Linked DNA regions of Sus scrofa: region 2 is linked to region 1. The links are chromatin contacts, called in public targeted proximity ligation maps. All regions are on one chromosome and are shown on one strand. The core of a region is the stretch at or near the end of the contact, and the rest is flanking DNA. Distances in the headings are between cores, read along the strand shown.

What was found.
Region 2: a contact with region 1 is called in a targeted proximity ligation map of alveolar macrophages. A contact is called at or near these places in 1 of 47 Hi-C or Micro-C datasets (fetal skeletal muscle) and 1 of 2 datasets of targeted methods (alveolar macrophages).

The regions. Positions count from the first base shown.
Region 1 is chr4:39,689,650-39,692,881 of Sscrofa11.1, forward strand. All of the region lies in intron 3 of CPQ (carboxypeptidase Q), which reads right to left. Among named protein-coding and RNA genes, the nearest start is that of CPQ, 160 kb to the right of the region's middle.
Region 2 is chr4:39,923,758-39,926,914 of Sscrofa11.1, forward strand. No RefSeq gene overlaps it. Among named protein-coding and RNA genes, the nearest start is that of CPQ, 69 kb to the left of the region's middle.

The sequences.
Region 1 (3,232 bases), core at 467-2,966:
AAAAAATCAAGTGAGGATAATATAGAATCCAAGGGAAGAAAGGCTAAAAGAAAGTCAACCTGGTTGAGTATGCCCTGTGCCACTAAGCTGTTTGGTATGATTTTGATGGAGAAGTCCTGTCCCCACAGCTGAGTCAGGGCTAAGATGCATCCAGTGGCAATAACACCTGGAGATCTTGTCCAAAAGTCTGCAGCCTACTACTTTCTACTTACTTCTGGCCAAAGAAAGATAGGCCTGCTCTGGGAGAGGCTGGGAGAGACAGCACTTTGAACTCCACTATCCCCATAAGGAATTTATTCTCCCTGAGACAGATGGACATGGACTGAGGAGAGGGGTCAATGGTAAGAAGCAGTCTCCATTGCAGAGCCCTGCCACTACTGCAATTGTGAAGGTCAGCTAACTTTATGGGATGTATCATCCAATCGAGCATCAGAGGCCTGTTCTGACCCTGCCTTGGACACTGAGCCCTCTGCACCCCGTGCAGTGGTCTCATCAAGACCAATCACGGACACATTCACCTAAACAAATTGGCTTTTCAAGTGTATTGTGATCTGTGATAAGTATTCACCTAAGAGCCCTTTCTGTACTGGAGATCACTGTAAGGAATTTGGTTAAAATTATTATCGATCAGTAGTATCATTCTATTTAAGCAGAAAAGGATGAAATACATAGAAGCCTTTCAGGCTCGGAGGGACATGGGTTTGAAAGTTGTAATATATTTTTACTTCTTTTTAAACCAAACAAAACCCTATTACATAAGGTCATGAGGAACAGGAAAATAATGGATTATCTCTGCCTCATGTTTCGGCCACTAGTCAGTTTCCAATCCTGTTTGGCAGCTCAGGCTGAGTACATGGAATTCACAGCGGTCTATCCCCTTCCAAAAGGAAAAATAGAAACAAATTAGAGGGTTAATCCTTGCAGTCTGATGAACTCCCACTGTCCGAATCACATGCTGCTGAACAAACAGATTTAAAGGCTCTGTTTGCAAAAAGCATTTTGATTATCACCCAAAGCTGTTTTTTTTTTTTCCTCCAAACCCTCTACTTATGTCATCTTGTAAAACAGACAGTTGGGAAAGTATTAAGGGTTGATCCTGGTTAGGAAGAATGGGTTGTCATAGTTACTGTTTTATAAATATGGGCTCTGGACCAATTCCAATGCTGATCATAGTTAGGAAACATCTTTCTAATTAGATGGCCAGAGAATTAAAGTTACAGACTCTGCTGTCAAACAAGAATAACAAAGGTTTCTTAAATTAAAAAAAAATTAATTTAAAAATATGACGACCAAAATTATTGCTACTCTTAGGAAAGAAATAGGAGCATTTTCCATTTCTGGCAGTAAAATTTTTGGTGAAAAAAATATAAAACACAAAAACTTCTTTTCAATTGGAGCCTAAAAATAATAGGAAAGAAATCCCAAATCAAAGTTGCTACTTGAATGTCCCCTTCCTGCCTAGTTACTTTGTCCCCCAAGATATTTCCATAGAGGAATAAACTGTTACAACTTTAATTATGAATGCCTATGACAATACACTAAGATGGCATAAGACTAGTTCTATCAGATTGCTGACTATATTATTTTGAGGCACGCTTTTTCAAATTTCCATAGGCCTGTTTCTGAGAATGAAGAAGAATGCTGAGAGTTTAACTTGCGGGTGGGGGACGGTGTATTTTCAGCTCAGCAATGATGCAATAATGTAAGCTCACAGAAAGGAGAACCCTCTTGCCTCAAGAGCCAGCTGTGTTCTGTTCAGCCACATCCCTCCATGCCGAGCGCGTTGACCCCTGCCTACTTTAGAAACTGAGATCCAAACCCACGGCTCCTAACAGGTGCTCCACATGAACTTATGGAAGGAATAAACAAGTAAAAAGTTGATCTAAGCACATGGAATGGCTTTCCAAATAAAACACACCAATAGACATGTCGCTATTACGTGCTTCATGTTCAGTGGGACAGTGACAGCAAACTGAAAGGCACTAGATGCTGGAGGCTGAGTCCTAAGTAAAAATACACTCTTTGGATTTGGCAAAGTTTGCTGTTTGCTTCACCCCAGTGTTAGGCAGAAATCCGCAGTCACCCATGGTAACCTGCCAGTGGTAACGTATCAAAACTCTCTTCTACCAAATCTGGTGCCTAAACTACAAAAGAAGAGGCAGGTGCACACGCTACACTCATGGTAACGGGGAGAGAAAAGAGGAGACTGAAATCAAGTAGCCTGGCTTCAAATTCCGCCCGCCCTCTGAGCAGCTCTGTGTTTGTATGGACTCTCTGACCCCAAATGCTTCTTCTGAGAAATGGAGTAAATAATAACACTTATTTTATAGGACTGGGTGAGGTTCAAATGAGGTGTGTGGTAAGTGCTTTATAAACTACAAGGAATAACATAAAATCAGAAAGTCCCAAGTGAATTTTGCTCCTCAGTGCCAAGAGTGTTAGTCTGATGAGGCCACCGTCGCACAATACCACCGAGTAGCTGGCTTCACCAACAGAAATTTATTTTCTCACAGGCTGTGAGGTTAAGGTCAAGGTGCCAGCAGGTCTGGTTCCTCCTGAGGCCAATTTCCTTGGCTTGCGGATGGCCTCCTTCTCTGTCTCTTCACACGACTGTCCCTATGTGAGCAGGCACCCCTGGTGTCTCTCCGTGTGCCCCAAACTCTTCTTATTATAAGACATCAATTAGATTGGGGGTCAAAATCAGGCCTCATTTGAACTTAATCACCCCTTTAAAGGCCCTGTTTCCAAATACAGTCACCTTGTGAGGTACTGGGGTGTAAGGACCTCAATGGCGTCGGGTGGCGGGGAGGGGCAGAATTTAGCCCATGACACCAACTCCATATGTTTTAATAGAAAAATGTGATGAGAGGATGAGATACTGAAACCACACTGAAGGCTGATCTGCTGACTAATTAGCAGAATGCCAGAGTTAAATGATAGCATTTGGAGAGAACAATATATTATAATTGTTAAGAAAACAGGTCCATTACCAAATAACACATTTATTTACACCGATGGCCTCACAACATTAACAGCTAAATGGAGTAGCTAATGAACTTTAGATCATAAGAAATGATTCGTATAGCTGCTCTTTTCCTTGGCTGCTGGAACACAATCTTTCAATTTAACAGGGCTCAGTGAAGAAAAGTACCGCTGCTTTCCGAGACTGCTGAATTTTCTATGCCCAATCCCAATCCCTCCCCAATGTTTCTCACTAAACTTTTTCAGGTTA
Region 2 (3,157 bases), core at 89-2,588, 230 kb after region 1:
TGAGCACCAACCACTTGCCCAGGCGCCATGTACGATGCTGTGTATGAGATCTTAAGAACTGAGAAAACAAAACCTGTACAGTGGCAGTGTTCAGCAAATTGACCACACTTCTCAGAGAGATGGCTGTACATCTAGCCAAACTTAGATGGCAAGGAGATATTTATATCATCTTTGCCAGAAAAAGATATATAATCAGGACTCATTATTCACAGCAGTTGCTTTATTCTATAAAGTCCCCATAAACACTAAACTATAGAATACTGAACCATGGCTCCTAAGGAAATACAAGGCTAGATTCCTGTGAACCTCTGGTTACAACATTTTTGTCTACTTATCAATACATAACCTTATTTTATATGTGTTCCTTTTAAAGACACCGTATTTAACATCTATTGATTCCTTAACATTGAACTTACTGACAACAGCATTATAACTCAAAGGCCTGAACAGAGCTTATCTAACACATGCTACTTTCCAATAAGGTACATCAGGGCCTTCCTGTGCTTAGCAACACTGGGCAGCACTTCAGCACTGCACCTGAGGACCGTTTTAAACAGTGTCATCACCCCCCAAAAAGCACCAAGATGTGAAAAATGTGGCACAAATAGATCACCACAAAAAAAAAGACACTTGTTTACAGTATGAGTGAAGAGAGAAGGAAAGGGAAAGGAGGGGAAGGAAAAAGAGAAGAAAGGAAAGGGAGAGAGAAGAAAAGAAAAGGAAGGAAAAGAAAAAAGACGAGTAAAAGAAAAAGAAGTAGGTCCTGCTGTGGTGCAGTGGGTTAAGAATCCAACTACATCAGCTTGGGTCCCTGGGGAGCCACGGGTTTGATCTCAGCCAGCACAGTGGGTAAAGGATCCAGCATTGCCACAGCTGTGGCGAAAAGAAAAAGAAGAAAAAGAAAATGAAGATATAATTCCTGGCTGTACCACTTACTAGCTGTGTGATCTTAAAAAAAAAAAAATTACTTCATGGCTCCATATCTGTTTCCCCTTCTCTGAAATGATGATAATTATACTACCTACCTCTAGGTGTGGAGTGAAGATGAAGAGTTAACACAAATAAAGCGTTTGGTGCAATGCCTGACACACAGGAAGCAGTATTTAAAGTGTTAGCTATCAAAATAAATTCATAAACACAAAGTACTGGGACATCATCACTCTTTCAGTAAAAATGTGTGATGGGTCCTCAGTAGCTGCAGCTCTCAGCCACCTCCCTCCCTCTTCTCCCCTTCCCTCCCCATCCTTTTTCTTCTTCCTCATCACTTCCTTCCCGCCTGTGCCACACACCCCCCTGGAGGCCCACACAGCGTGTTGAAAGCTCCTCCGCCCACAATAAGTCTGCTGACCAGAGGCCAAGTTTATTCTACAGGCAAGTAGCTCTCATTCCAGAATGAAGACAGCACTTCCTTCAAGCACAGACTGGACAGCTTCTGGAAGGAGCACCCTTCTCTACCGTATACCCAACACTGGCTGCCAAGGACAAACCGACCATCCACAGGCAGAAGGAGCCTTCTTGTTAACTCCGCGGCTCTGCAACTGCCCCTTCTCATGCCAGCAAGGAAGTAGAGCATCACCTTCTTGCCAGCATTACTTCGGTTTTCAGTGGGTCACCAGGGAAGCAAGGTTCCAAAGTAAAGAGAGATGAGGAACCCCATGAGAATGATAACGTCAAGGCGGAGGCCTTCTCCAAGCAAAGCTCCCACATGCATGTCTGAGCTTGGAGGATGTGGCAAGGAAGGCTGGGCCAGGGCCAACAAAAGTAGGAGGGAAGAGATACAATGGCCATCACACAAACAAAAGTTCCTTGGGTGGGGGACAAGGAAGGGTCGGGAGAGAGACACTCAAGCCAGCCCCGAGCTGGCAACATGAAAACCCCTTCCTGCCAAGGTTGCCAAGGATGCACTCCCAAGGCCAAGAGTATGTCATTCAGAGGTCTTCCCAGTGAAGCGTGTGTGGCGCATTCAGAGGCTGGCAGAAACCCTGCCTCAGATCTCCTCTTTGGAGCGTCCTCATCTTTCTGATCAAGACAAGAGGCCCTTTTTCACGGTCTTCATCATATTAGATTCCAGTTAGACACATCTAAACTTCCAAATTGAGCAGAAGAATGCTTTGAAAATCTACTGCCTTCACTGAAAAGGAGAGCTTGGGATTCAGAAAACATCAAATACTTAGCAAATTCGATACGTCCAACTACTGCAAATGACATCCGACAGCTACTCTGGCCATTAGTCCTTGACTTACCACATCTGTCTAGCGTTATAGTAATCGTTCATTCTCCCTTTCAAGGAGCTATGCTGCAGCCATCACATTAGACACGTCCCAGAACGGATTGCACTTAATCTTGCCCCAAATCTCGGAAAGGCTGTTGTTACAAACTATCCCCATTTCACAGTTAAGGAAACTGTGCAAAAAGTAATTTGCCAAAAATCATGTGCAAAGAATGTGGCTGAGCAAGGACCCAAAACCCAAGTCAGCCTGACTTTAATATCCATAGCCTTCCTACTGCATTGCACATAACCAGGCAATTGCCATGGTCTGCACTCTAGGGAACACACACTTGAAATGGTTTTATTTTCTCTCATCCCTCCTGCCTCTTGGGCTACAAGGCATCATATCTTTCAGCCCCTTAATAACATCTGGGCAGATTCTACAACTTCCTGATCACTTTCAGTTATTGAAAGAATATCATTCCAGTTTTTAAGACTCAAAACCTATTTATTTTTTAGAGTCCTGTTTCTCATGCAGTTTAGAGCTCTCCTTCCATTTCCCCAGGGCCAGCCCCACCTCAGGTCGGGGCTTAGAGAGGGAGGGACCCTGGTCTCCTTTCCTCCCCTCCCCACCCTACAGGTAGAGAGGTGCTCGGCGTCCCGGGGACCTCCCCCCACTTCCCACTCCAGGCTTCAGTGGCCAGTGTTTGGAGGGGGAAGTGGGGAATCTGTGAGTTGGCAGGGCTTGACTTCTCAGGCCGGCTGCCTGTGAGGGGCAGGCAGCTATGCTATGTGAGTCTGGCTCACTGTCCACTCTGCGGGATCCAGTTCTCTCTGCTGCTGGTAGTCTTCACTCATTTGGCAGTTTCTGCCCAGGAGGCGCATGTGGTCTACTTGGAGAGACGCCTTGCTTCTCCTCATCTCTATCCATGACTGGGGATGCTCTCA